2 separate regions of the Sus scrofa genome follow, and region 2 is linked to region 1. A link is a contact called in public Hi-C data. All regions are on one chromosome and are shown on one strand. Each heading gives the region's core, a stretch centred on a gene start, on an enhancer-like site or on the middle of the called end of the contact. The rest is flanking DNA. Distances are from core to core; before and after follow the strand shown.

Region 1 (6,156 bases), core at 1,235-3,734:
CGACCTGTGCTTTGGGCAGAGACTCTCGCAAGCTCCACAGCAAGAAAGAGCTCATCGTGAACTCGAAGGGGCAGTCTTCTGCTGCTGCCCTTGTGAAGACGGAGCTCCTCCTGGGCTTGTCGCCCTTCTCTGGGGAAGCTGACATGCTCCAGGTCTGGGAAAGCAGCGTCTGGGGGAACCCTTACTTCCGGCTCTCCTGTGTGATCTGGGGCAAGTTACCGAACCTGTTTGCAAAGTGCAGAGGATTCTGAAGGTCTCTTTCCGTTTTCACAGGTTTCTAGGACTCTGGGCAGTCATCTTGGAAAGGAGGAGAGGAAAGACGGTGCTGCCACTGACCTTGATGCGGAGCTCAGCTCTGTCGTGGAGACAGTGCCAAGAGCTGGGCTGGGCCATTTTTTGAAGGAAGGGTTGATGATGCAGAGTCCGAACTAACAGTGAGAGCCTGGGGCTAATGCCTGATGGAAAAAGGTGGTATAGGTTCTGCTCATGCGATAAGCGGCTCGGGAAGACTTGGAGGGTTTTATGGAATCATTAGCACAGAGCTCCCCTCTGGCCACAGAGCAGAGGAAGGAACAGCAGACCAGTTTATAAAGCTCCAGAGCGGAAAATTTCTGTTGGTGTCCAAACTAAGTTTTTTGGCTTTCTGTGAGGTTTGGAAAGACTTATACTGATGTTTTAATCACCTGTTTAGTGTTCTGAAGACTCTTGTCAGCGGCCTCACTGAGCCTGCTCCAGCAGGCAGTGGGAGCTGCTGGCTCAGACACTGTGCTCTTTCTGGGAGCCGTTTCTTTCCCATGGCCGCCCCTGACACCCTGCAGCTCCCTCCACGCCACTTGGAGGGTACGAGGCAAACCTGTGTGCCCTGTAGGAGGCTGAGGACACACTTTCTGGATAATTGCTCACAAGATCCGAAGCCAGGAAATGTTGCTTAGGAAAAGCGAAGGTGCAGACAGGTAAGGAGCAGTTTCTGGAGATCAGTCGGCCAGCAAGGCCTCTGGGGCGGCCCAGAGGAAGCAGGCTTGCCTTCTAGGAGAACCACCACCCAGACATTCCAAAGCCCTTGGGAACTGATCATGAAAGAAGTCCTCATGAGTGAAAAAGAAAACTGAACAAACTCAGGGCACGGCGCGTTCTAGAAACAAAAACTCATGAGCTTGCAAGAAGCTCATTAAGGAGCTTCAGGGTAGTGGCAAGTAGAACAAGTCAGTAATTCTTCTGCAGTTTTCATGGGTCACAGCTTCTCAGTGGCTGAAATATCCCATTTTACCGGGAAAGCTGCGGTGGAGATGAAGCGGTGGCTGAATGTTGCTAGGCATTAGGCTATTTCATCTCATTATCACAGTAATCCTGGGAGATAGAAAGAGGAAGAAGAAACTGAAGCCCAAAGGAAACACACATGCAGTAAGTGGTGAGGCTGGGATTTGAACCCACATTTGTCTTACACTGAAGCCTGTGCTCAGTCCATTATACTACAGAGCCTCTTAGGAAGTAATGGCACTCTTGGAGAAAGGATCCTCCAGGACCTTCTTCAAGTCCTGCCCCCTCCTCCGGGCTCAGCAGCCCAAAGGCTCACCTCCAGGACAAAATAAAACAGTTCTGAAGAACACATTTAGATGCACACAAACCAAATGGGTGCTTGGCTAAGCTACAGGCAAGAACAGAGACAGTGAAATGAAAAACTTCTCAGAATATCTACCCTAAAAGGAGTCTATCGTCCACATCCAGTTTACTTCATCTCCCTGGACACAGCAGGGCAAGACCTCAGCTGCTCAGCCGATGCACTGAATGAACATGGGAAACCAGTCACCACCGGATGCCAAGTTAAGGCTACGCGTGAGTGGCCCCAGAAAGTTCTCTGCACTACAGTCTTGGACCCTGGATGGACTGTAAAGAGAAAGGGCTATCAAGGAGCACGGGGACGAGACAAAAGAAATCAAAGCTCTCTCCTTCCACCTGGCACCCAAAGGCTCCCCAGATCCATCAGTCTGAGAAACGTTTACTAAGCAGGCAACAGGGGGTGTTGTTCCTCTGGCAGCACTGGATCTTGGAGCAGCATGTGAAGGCAGAGAAGAGAAAGGACAACAGTTTCCTTCTCAGCAGAAAGACCAGGCTGAGGGAGGAGAAGCTCATTTCTGACTGAGTTCTCAGGGCGTACTTCCCGGCCCCAGAATGTTTTTTTCTTTCTCTTCTGCTCTTTCCTGGGGAAGCTATTACAACTGTCTGCTCTCTCCAGCTGAGAGTTAACCTCCGTGTCTGGTCAGACCGCTCCACACATGCTGCTGCTCCCTGCCCTGCTATGCCCACGTTCAAGAAGATAAGCCTCCAACGTGGCTCTTCGGGGAGGAAGGAAGGGGGTCTCTCAAGGGACCTCTGCTCACTGAGGGAAGAGGGACTCGGACGCAGCAGCCCACCCGCCCTCCCTCAGTGACCTCAGGGGAGTCTACACAGGCTGCCGGTGAGAGGGGCGAGGGAGGGGGCAGGCAGCGAGAGAGCGAGAGAGGGAGACCATGACCAGAGAGGTCTTAAGTCCCACAGGAGTTAACTGTGAGGACAAGGAAAAGGCCGTCTGCCTTGTCACCGGGCCAAGATTAACCAGACCCATCCAATTATGACAGAGGGAAGGCGGGTGCAGGATCAAGACGAGGGGCAGAAGCCTGCAGACCACTGCATACGGGGAAACATCGGAGAAAAGTGTTCCAAAGCTGATGACAAGGCAGACAGGGAACTTACATGTCCTTGCTGACAGGAAAGAAAGAGTGACACTCTGGGTCTTCTCTCATCTGCGGGATTTCTAACAGGCGTCTGAGGTTCACCCTCTTCCCAAGGATGTGCTGACAGCTGGGAACACTGCCCTTCGGGTCAGGCAGAGCAGGGATCTAGCCCTCTCCAGGAGCTCACAAAGAGGTTTAGTAAGGACTCAAACCACGGTCCAAAACACAAATGGGACTGCCATTTCCTGCTGGGTTTCCACGCTGTAAAAAGTGGGGGAGAAATGCCAACTACAAAGCGCTCGGTCTCCTGTGGAAAATGGAGTCCGCCGTGTATCCGGCTCCAGGTTCTGACTTGTAAATCTAAGTGAGAACTAGTTGCTAGCTGCTGGAGGATTATAGTGTTAAAGAGACATTCCACCACCCCACCTGCCAGCCTTTCTGCTCCCTGTCTGTGGACTTCTAGGGAGCTGACGACAAAGCTGTCTTGGGCCTCCGTAGGAAGGGCAGCCTCGGGCTTTGGCAGCTCCTTCTGGACCCCAGTTCACTGTCCTGTGTTCTTAAACAGCTTTGATGGAACAAGCCATCTGTGAGGGTTATTTAGCTTGGAACTGGAAGAGGGTGAGGATGTGGAAAAAATAAACTGAGCAGCCAAAGGATGGGGCCAGAGAGAGAGAAGGCAGGTGGCATGTTCATGGGACTATGTGCCAGGGCTGAGAGGAGGGTGGGATTACAGAAAGGAACGGTGCCGAAAGGAGGCCGGCCTGGGAAGTGCTGGAATGCCCAGGACAGTGTGATTTTATTTCCCAAGTGGTGTTTTGCTGTTCTCCTTCAAGAGCTCACAAACCCTCACCTGTGGGAGTCTGTTACAGGAGACTCCTAGGATAACAGAACTGTAAGCACACCTGTTTCACCTTCTGAAAAACTACCTGAATCCTAATTTCTTGCTGGGCTTCGTCTTAGTCTAAAAGGTTAATCTAACAGTTTTTTGGACATCCAAAGCTACAGACGATGGCAAAAGCCGGATCCTTAACCCACTGAGCGAGGCCAAAGATTGAACCCGCAACCTCATGGTTCCTAGTCGGATTCGTTAACCACTGAGCCACAACGGGAACTCCAAAACTTCAGGGTATTCTGGGAAGATATATGGGAATCTGATGCAGGACTGGATTGTAACTAGCTGTTTCTTTGGAGTCTTCTTAATCGTCCCCTCTACTGAGAGAGACTTCTATTTTTAAAATCCAGGCATTTCCACTTACTGTATCGCATTAACCTGACTGAAATCTTAGGAAGGGACTACTCTCATTCCCATTTCATACAGGAATAAATAAGTTATGATTTTCTTACGATTAACTTATGACGGAATTTTCTTATGATCAGAACAGAGCAGAACGAAGACTATGACTTGTAACTAGATTTTTTTTTTTTTTTTTTTTTTTAACGGCTGCTCCTGTGGCATAGGGAAGTTTTCCGGCTAGGAGTCAAACTAGAGCTGCAGCTGCAGCCTATGCCACAGCCACAGCAATGCCGGATCCGAGCTGCATCTGCGACCTAGGCCACAGCTTGTAGCAAGGCTGGATCCTTAACCCACTGAGTGAGGCTTGGGATGGAACTCATCCTCACAGAGACAACGTTGTGTCTTTAACCTGCTGAGCCACAACAGGAACTCCCGTAACTAGGTTTTTAACCAGATTTTTTCTGCAGGTCACTGTGGCAACATGGCGTCAGCATTAACGGTATCTAATCTGATCCACTCCTGATCGCCATGTCTATGTGCCACATCCTCACAGGATTTGAAAGAGACCAAAAAGCTGCTGCCATATTTCTGATTCTCTATTAAAATTTTCCAAGTCATTAGACTAAGAACAGGCTTAAAGACAGCAATTGTGAATTCCGTTTACTTCTGTAGCACACACACAGAAAGACATACAAATAACTGTCAACTACTTAGTACAGTCTCAGTGCTTGACACTGATAAGACAAAGACAAAACTTTTACCAGCCTGTGTTAGGGAAGCCCACACACAGCTCAAACACTTTGACAGTGACAACGGAGATGAAACTGAATCCTGTCACTGAATTCGGTTATTTAGACTAAAGCCACTCTTGCTGCTGACAAAGTAGAGAAAAAGTACAATGAGAGCATCTCTTCTAGGAGGCACCAAAGATATGGTGGCGCCTGGGCTTCAACTACCAGGCCAAACCAAATCTGCTCAGTAGCATGTCATTTAGACACGAGGCACGTGGTAAAAACATACAAACCAACAGTACAAAAGGCTGAATTTTAAAAACAATTCTTCTCACCTTTGGTTTCTATAGCCTGTTTCCCAGCCCAATTGCAGTTTCTGGTGTGGCCTACAGAAATATTTATACATATACTGTCATATATGATTAACTATGGACTTATTTTTATTTATTTAATTTTTGCCTTTTTAGGGCTGCGCCCTTGGCATATGGAGGTTCTCAGTCTAGGGGTGAAATCACAGCTGCAGCTGTGGGCCTTCACCACAGCCAGAGCAACATAGGATCTGAGCCCCATATGCGACCTACACCACAGCTCACAGCAATGCTGGATCCTTAACCCACCAAGTGAGGCCAGGGATCGAACCCACGTCCTCATGAATACTAGTCACGCTCATTACCTCTGAGCCACAGTGGGAACTCCTGGACTTATATCTTTTATAGATATATTTATATAAATGGTGATACACACTGCCATTAAAAAAAAACTCATAAGCACATCTTAGAGATCATCAACATTATTTGTGGGAGTTCCTGTTGAGGCTCAGTGGTAACAAACCCAGCTAGTATCCATGAAGATGCAGGTTCAATCCCTGGCCTCCCTAAGTGGGTTAAGGACCTGGCATTGCCGTGAGTTACGGTGTAGGTCGCAGACGCAGCTTGGATCTGGCATTGCTGTAGCTGTGGCATAGGCTGGCAGCTATAGCTCCAATTCGACTCCTATATGAGCCTGGGAACCTCTATATGCCATGGGGACGGCCCTAAAAAAAAAAGATGCTTCTATCAACATCGTTTGTGAAGTTCACTTCATACCAAATGCTAAAGATCATCAACAGTAGGGTTTTGGAACAGACCCAGAAAACTGAGCATGTTTACTGCAACAGAATTTCTGTGCTGGGATAACTGAAAGACCCAGCAAAGGCAGCGAAGAAAAGCAGACATAACAACTGTTCATCAGTCAAGTTCATCGGTCACCATCGGGTCCAATAGGCCTGGGAGTGGTCAGCAACAACAGAACCCTCAATCGGGCAGGGTCAGAAGTGACAGTAGGCCGGGCAACAGGTGCTGCGTTTACGTATGGAAAGAGAATGTGGGGAGTTGCCGTTGTGGCGCAGTGGTTAACAAATCCGACTAGGAACCATGAGGCTGTGGTTTCGATCCCTGGCCTTGCTCAGTGGGTTAAGGATCCCGCGTTGCTGTGAGCTGAG
Region 2 (6,156 bases), core at 2,172-4,671, 68 kb after region 1:
CTTGGGAAAAGACTCCCCAAAAGCGTTTTCAGACACTCTCAAGCCCTCTTTGGTTCTAAATGAACCCTCTAGAATGCTATGGGCTCGGGCAAGTCCCTCTGGCTTGTTCTGGTCCCAACACATATTTGGGGGAAGCTCCCAGAGCCCAAAAAAACCTACTAAAAGTTAGGGTGCATTCTTCACCAAGCAGACACAAGGCAGCCAGAGCATATGAAACTGCATCCAATGAGTCTGTTTGTGGCTCTCAGAATTGTGGCAAAGGAGCCTCTCAGGCAGCTGTGACGCGACTAGTGAGCAGGAGATCAGCAGTTGCAGGGTGACCCAGTGGCCCAACCCTATGGAACACACCACACACCAGGAAAGCAGACCTCTGCTGGAGTCTGAACGCCAGATCCTAGCTTGGGATGGACCAGCAGTGGCTAGTTAGAGGTATGCGCTCAGGACCAAGGCCCACTCACTTCCCCACAGACATGCATTCCCTTACTCCACCAGGAAGGGAAAAAAATAAGAGTTAATTTACTTTTTATTGCCTCAGAATTCCAAGGTTTAATGTAGCTGTCAGTTTGAGTGCAGTGCAGCTGCCGGCCGATACAATGCAGCCCAGGCCAGCCCAGGTGACTAGGGAAACACATTTCACAGAAATGAACCAACACACACTCTTGGCTGCTTATTTGCGGGGGTATACTGACTTGGGGAATCAGATTAACCCTTCAGGCTATGGTTAGTCCTGCAAACAGCATTAGAAAAGCAGCTTCAGTTCAAGGAACTGAGAAAGCCCTGATCTCAGATGAACCAGAGGGGTTCTGTGTTTCTACAGTTTTGCAGTGTCCTCCAACAAGACGTTACTGAATGACAGCATGCTCAGAAAGATTAAGGTGTGAATTATGTGAGGCAAGTTACACCACAATAATCGATCTCCTTCCTAGAACTCAGAAAGAAAGGCAGATCTGCCAGCTTTATAGGCAAGAGGTCAGGTATGAACTTTTCTGCAAACTCCATCCGGGCAGGATCAAGAGGGGGAGACGGAATGGAGAAGTGGAGGCCCGACCAGGGCTCAGGCCATCCTTCTGTCTAAGGAGTCTAAGTCTAAGGAGGATTGGGCCCTCACACACCCCTTCAAATTTTTACTGGGGGAACAGGCTGACTGGTGATTAATATCAAGTACAATGACCCCATGTTACAAGCCTGCAGGGGCCTGTGGAGGTGGCCATTTCCTGTGTAATACCAGCTTGTTTAAACACTAACATTCAAACTCCACAGCTGCAGAACAAACCCGGAAAGAGTTCAGTGAGAAGAAGCCCTGCATTGTGTTTTGGAGCTATGGAAGATCAGAGAAGTAGTACAGATGGGAAATGAGTTGGTTCTTGGGTTCCTGGGGTGAGGATCTCTGGAAATACAGCTAAGATGGCACAGAAACCAGGCACAAGGAACCTGAAAAAGAGAGAGTCCATGGACTAGAGACACAAAAGGGGAAGACAAAAGGCCACAGAAGAGAAATGCTCTGAAGATATGTAATGTCCTCTTTGGAAACTCGTCTGCCTATGGGCCATCATATTCTAGCCCACAACCCTCCACATGGGGTTCCAAGGCAAACACATAAGACCAATGCAGCCCTAGAGGACGTTCCACCCAACTGCTGAAAACTGCAGGAAGTGAGCAGATAATAGCAGAAATGGACCTGAATCCAAGAAGTCTGGGAGAGTCAAAAGACCAGTACCCGGGCTTGAAATAGCTTAGGAAGCCCCTCGGAAAGCCAAGATGTCATGCCAACTCTGTTTTCAGTAGGCTGAGGATCTGGTTCCGGCATCAGGGCTGGGCAGCTCAACAGGATGGGGTGGAGACGGGTGGGGGTGGGGGGAGATCTGTGCCACACTCTCTGAGATTTAGAAACTACAGTGTATTTTCCAGATGCCACCATGATATAAACAGGAGATAAAGTTATCAGGGATCACTGTTCTAGGAGTTAAGACATGGGTAGCAAGATACCATCCTCCAAGGAGAATAGCTGTTTATTAGGTAACCACTAAAAAATACGAGACTCCGTTAAAGAAGATCCTTTCTGCCTTTCTAATTAACACGAACGAGTCAACTTGGGCCCTTGGAAGAGTGCCCAACTTAAACTAAGTCTGCCCAATAGGGCAAAATCAGTCTGAGGCTCAGTCACCTACACCACTCCAAGAACATAAACTTCATGTTCTAAGCAGTGCAGCTGGAGCCCTATGGCCAACAACAGGTCACGGTAACCTCATTCCAGGATTTCTCAAGTACCTCTTCTGTGCCTCCCTGAACCGCTCTCTAGGTCAGTGCCTTATTTGACTTCAGTTCTCCCAAGCTGCATTCAGATGTATGGCCTGGGTCGCATCACCATGGTGTGTTAAACCCATCAGTACTGTGTGTTTGGGAAAGAGCAGCCCCCAGGGGACCTCGACATCTCCACGGCATGAGTGGAGCCCTTGGCGGCCTCCCTGGTGCGGATTCTCACGGTTCCTGCCTCTCTAAATTTTTAGCTGTAACCACTCCAACACGTCTTCTTAGTTTAGCACACACTGGACCCAAATAACCTCAGCCCAGAGCTGGAAAGTACTCTCCCTGGGGTCAGCGGCTGTACCCTGCTGGGGTCAGACTGGAGCCTTAGGCCAACACCCCTTCCTCTCACAAGAAGTCCTGGGGGAGGAGTGGGGAGGGGGCAGAAGCTCCTGCCGTGGGAGAGATCACGTGTGCCCCACACTCAGCACTTGGAGGAAGAGGAACCCCCTGGTGCCAGGCTATAGTGCTGACGCCCCAACCCGGAGCCAAGGAGACTGGGTGGGGAGCCAGGGTAGCAAAGGGGCTTCCCACAGTCACCACCACTTCCTTCAGGGAAGTGCTGATGGACTATTACTTAGTGACCTCCTAAAATGCCCTTCTGGGAAGACGTATTAAGCGTCCTTGAAGGGGTGCCGATTAGACTTGGGATTAGTTCTTATTTCAGAGCTGCCCTCTGAGGGTGAGCGAAGGAGCTGTTTTTTAGCTCAGGAATTTCTATCTCGTCTGCAGGGTCAACACATGTAGGCTCCCTGCGGAAATTAGCTTACTGCATACTCCCTACATATCCCCATGTCTCTCTATGTGACAGCACCTCAGAGGGCTCCCTACAAACCTTTTCCAGCATGCTCTGTAGACTATACAAGACAAGCCATGGAAAGGCAGCAAGTCCAGGAATTTTTGGAGGGTTTTTCTTTTTTTTTTTTTTTTTTTTTTCTTTTTAAATCAGTACTCCAATCCAACAGTGTGATAAATGCATCCGAGCTACAATTAGGAAGATATATAGCATCAGAATGCGAAGGTCTGGGCAGCCTGGTGAAACGCGGGCTCTCCAGAGCCCCAGCTATGTTTCCCATTATGTAACCCTGGTCATGGGCAGACAGCCAGACTCCAAATGAAAAAGAGACTCTGGCTTGGCACTGGTTCTATTTTCCTATCCTCATTCGGGGTCAGCGCAGTGTCATACAGCTGCAGAGAAAGCTCTGGGGATTAAACCTGGGAAAGCCTCCAAGACCAGGACCTGGGTTCAAGTACCAGCTGAAAGCAATAAACCAACTGCCACAGCTGGGCTAGGTTTGGATGTTCTCAAAGTCCCCTGACTCTTTCACTTACTGAGAACTAGAGATCAAGATGAGGGAAGATTTGGCTTCAGCAGAGACTATGAAATGAGGTAGGTTGTCCCACTGCCCTGGCCTCGCCAAAGGTCTTGGGATGCAAGGGGGCTACGCTTAGGCTCGTGGAGGCCCGCTGCTCTGCTCTTCTCCACCACCTGACACTCACAGCCTGCCTCATGCTCACTGGTAACACAGGGAGGAGCTGCCCCTCCCCTCTAACGAGGCCTCGCCCAGAAACTGTGCTCCCCGCTCCTCCCCCACCCCAAGGAGATGGCCCCTCCGAACACTGTGGTCTGTTCTAAATCGACCAAAGCACTCTACACTGTCTTTTACAGTGGCTCAAGGCAACTTTCCACACCCTGCTACAATCCTCTGGACCAAAAATTTCCTGGGATGTAAAGCCATCCTATTACAGCTCTTAGCAGATACAAATGGGAAGTCAAGTAACTTGGGTGCTGATCCCAGCAGACATACCTACTAAGTGCCACTGTGTGGGAAGGCACAAATGGCCCTGAAATCCTGCCCTGGACACTCTGCAGTGTCACTGATGTTCTGTTGTCATCATTCTAAGTAGTCCATGTGTGCCTAAGTGGCTACTGCCAAAAAAAAAAAAGTAAATTTAACCAGAAAGAAGAAGAGGAATACAGGCAAAAGGAGAGGACCAAGGAGACGAATGAGGTGCTCTGGAATTCCCCCGGGGAAAGTGGAAGATGCTCTGAAATGACTCTAACTGTACAAGCAAAGACAGTAACATAATGAAAGACCGGGAAGGAAGGGAGGAAGATTAAATAAGGATCCAAATATATGAAGGCGACAATTTGGGAGTGGGATTTCTGGAGGAGAAGCAAACTGAAGTGTAGGTTATCTGGTCACCTTATCTTAGGATCGATGAGGATGTGTCTTTGTAGAGAGCACACGCAGGCAAAGACCACTGAAAACATACACAGGAGCGGCGTTAAGTGGAAGCCGTTTCCTTCCTCCTCTCTCGAGAGCGTTCCTAAACCCTCCAAAATGAAGAGCACCACAAGGACCTTAAGAGTGTCAGAGGGATTACTGTTCTGACATCTATGGAACTCTCTGGAGTATGCTATGCCCTATAGTCTTAAAAGCCTCCGCACTATGGAAGATCAGTGGGTGTAAGATGCCACTCTGCAACCCACAGAACCACCATACCTTGCCACTCTCTCAACCGGGTGAGTATTCACTCCGTGCGTGTCAGGCAGTTATGAGAGGGACTGGAAAGAAGGGAGGTAAATTCTGATTCCACTTTTCCAGTGCTCGGAAGGCCATGAGGTGGAATGACCTTCAGGGGTGGTCAGGCCAGGTATGCGCGGTCCCAAAGTGGCACCAGCCCTCAAACCACCACGCCTCGTGGTCGCCCCGGGATAGCAAAGCCTCTCCTTTATGCTTAAACTTGCATTCCAGAGACAACCAGTCATTGATCCCAACTGCAAAGACAGACAGTGTAGAGGGGACTCTTCTCCACCCCCGACTTTCTAGCCTAGACTGGACCGTCAAAAAGCAAGTTACAGCTACAGGAACCCGTTTACTAGGAGCTCAGATCCCATCTATTATGTGGTCAGATTTGCCTTCCCTGTGAAGAAAAGTCTGAAAAGACTAAGCAAATGTGATTCAAATGTCCCACCCCCGTGCCTCTCTGCAGCCTTGGAGGTGAAGCCCAGCTGGGGATGGCTGTAGCACAGAGCACGTGCCCAGCTGCAGATTGAGCCCTTGCCCAAAGATGGGCAGCAGCTCGCATGAGCCGGCAACGGGCCATTTGCTGCAGCATCCAAAGAGAAAACAGACTCAGCACCTCAAGCAAATGAGGCCCAGCACTTCCTGTGTGAGCTTTCCATTTCCTCAGCCAAACAAAAGCCAAAGGGAACGGGAGAGGGAGGAGGGATGAAGTGAGACAGGTCGCAAAAGAGAGTTAACAGGCCTCAGGGCCAGGAGGTGGGTAAACTGGGGCTGAGTGGACCGTACCTGAGGGACCTTCGGTTGGGGTGGGGGCGACCCAGGGAAAGCCCAAGCTCCAGGGACGAGTGGTCTGCCTCCTCGGCCCCCAGAGGAAGGGAGGAACACTCTGTGGCCCTGCACATGCTCAGAAGCAGTGGCTTCAGATACTTGGAGAGCAGAGACCTTCCTTGTCAGTTTCTTTCCAAACTGCCTCGTCGGCATTGCAGATTAATGGCCTGAAAAGTTTGAGGCTGTACATGTTAACTCTTTGGGGAACACTGCTGGGAAACAGCTGCCCCTAGCCAGCAGATCAGTTTGTTCCTTTGTGTGGCCACAGCTGCCCAGCTCAGGGCTCAACTCTGGTTCACGAGGCCTCAGCTTGGAGTGCATTTTGGAAACCTCGAAAGGTTCACAGGAAAGATGCAGCAACTCCTTTGGTACTGTATCAGCCACATGGTTAGAGAGCTAAGCTGGGGTGGGGGCTGCAGGGGAGGGAAGCCTTAATGGTCCAGGGCTTCTTGGGGTGAGGAGCAAGGAAGACATGTGAGGATCTAGAGTCCAC

Evidence for each region. Hi-C and Micro-C count contacts between places; a contact is called where the count stands out from the background.
Region 2: a contact with region 1 is called in a Hi-C map of fetal skeletal muscle, with 1.9 times the contacts expected there. The contact joins two enhancer-like sites. A contact is called at or near these places in 4 of 47 Hi-C or Micro-C datasets (embryonic fibroblasts, fetal heart ventricle, fetal skeletal muscle and 1 more) and 1 of 2 datasets of contacts at active chromatin or transcription factors (skeletal muscle).

Annotation. Positions count from the first base shown.
Region 1 is chr12:48,207,052-48,213,207 of Sscrofa11.1, forward strand. All of the region lies in intron 13 of SMG6 (telomerase-binding protein EST1A), which reads right to left. LOC110256076 (a long non-coding RNA gene) reads left to right here. Exons shown (of 7, transcript XR_002337311.1): 6 at 1-152; 7 at 274-4,051. Among named protein-coding and RNA genes, the nearest start is that of HIC1, 42 kb to the left of the region's middle. Within about 2 kb of position 2,485, at least 20 of the 83 cell types and tissues checked have an H3K27ac peak or open chromatin away from gene starts, as enhancers often do. A contact at or near this core is called in fetal skeletal muscle and skeletal muscle, where this site is marked.
Region 2 is chr12:48,274,025-48,280,180 of Sscrofa11.1, forward strand. All of the region lies in intron 12 of SMG6 (telomerase-binding protein EST1A), which reads right to left. Among named protein-coding and RNA genes, the nearest start is that of HIC1, 110 kb to the left of the region's middle. Within about 2 kb of position 3,422, at least 38 of the 83 cell types and tissues checked have an H3K27ac peak or open chromatin away from gene starts, as enhancers often do. A contact at or near this core is called in fetal skeletal muscle and skeletal muscle, where this site is marked.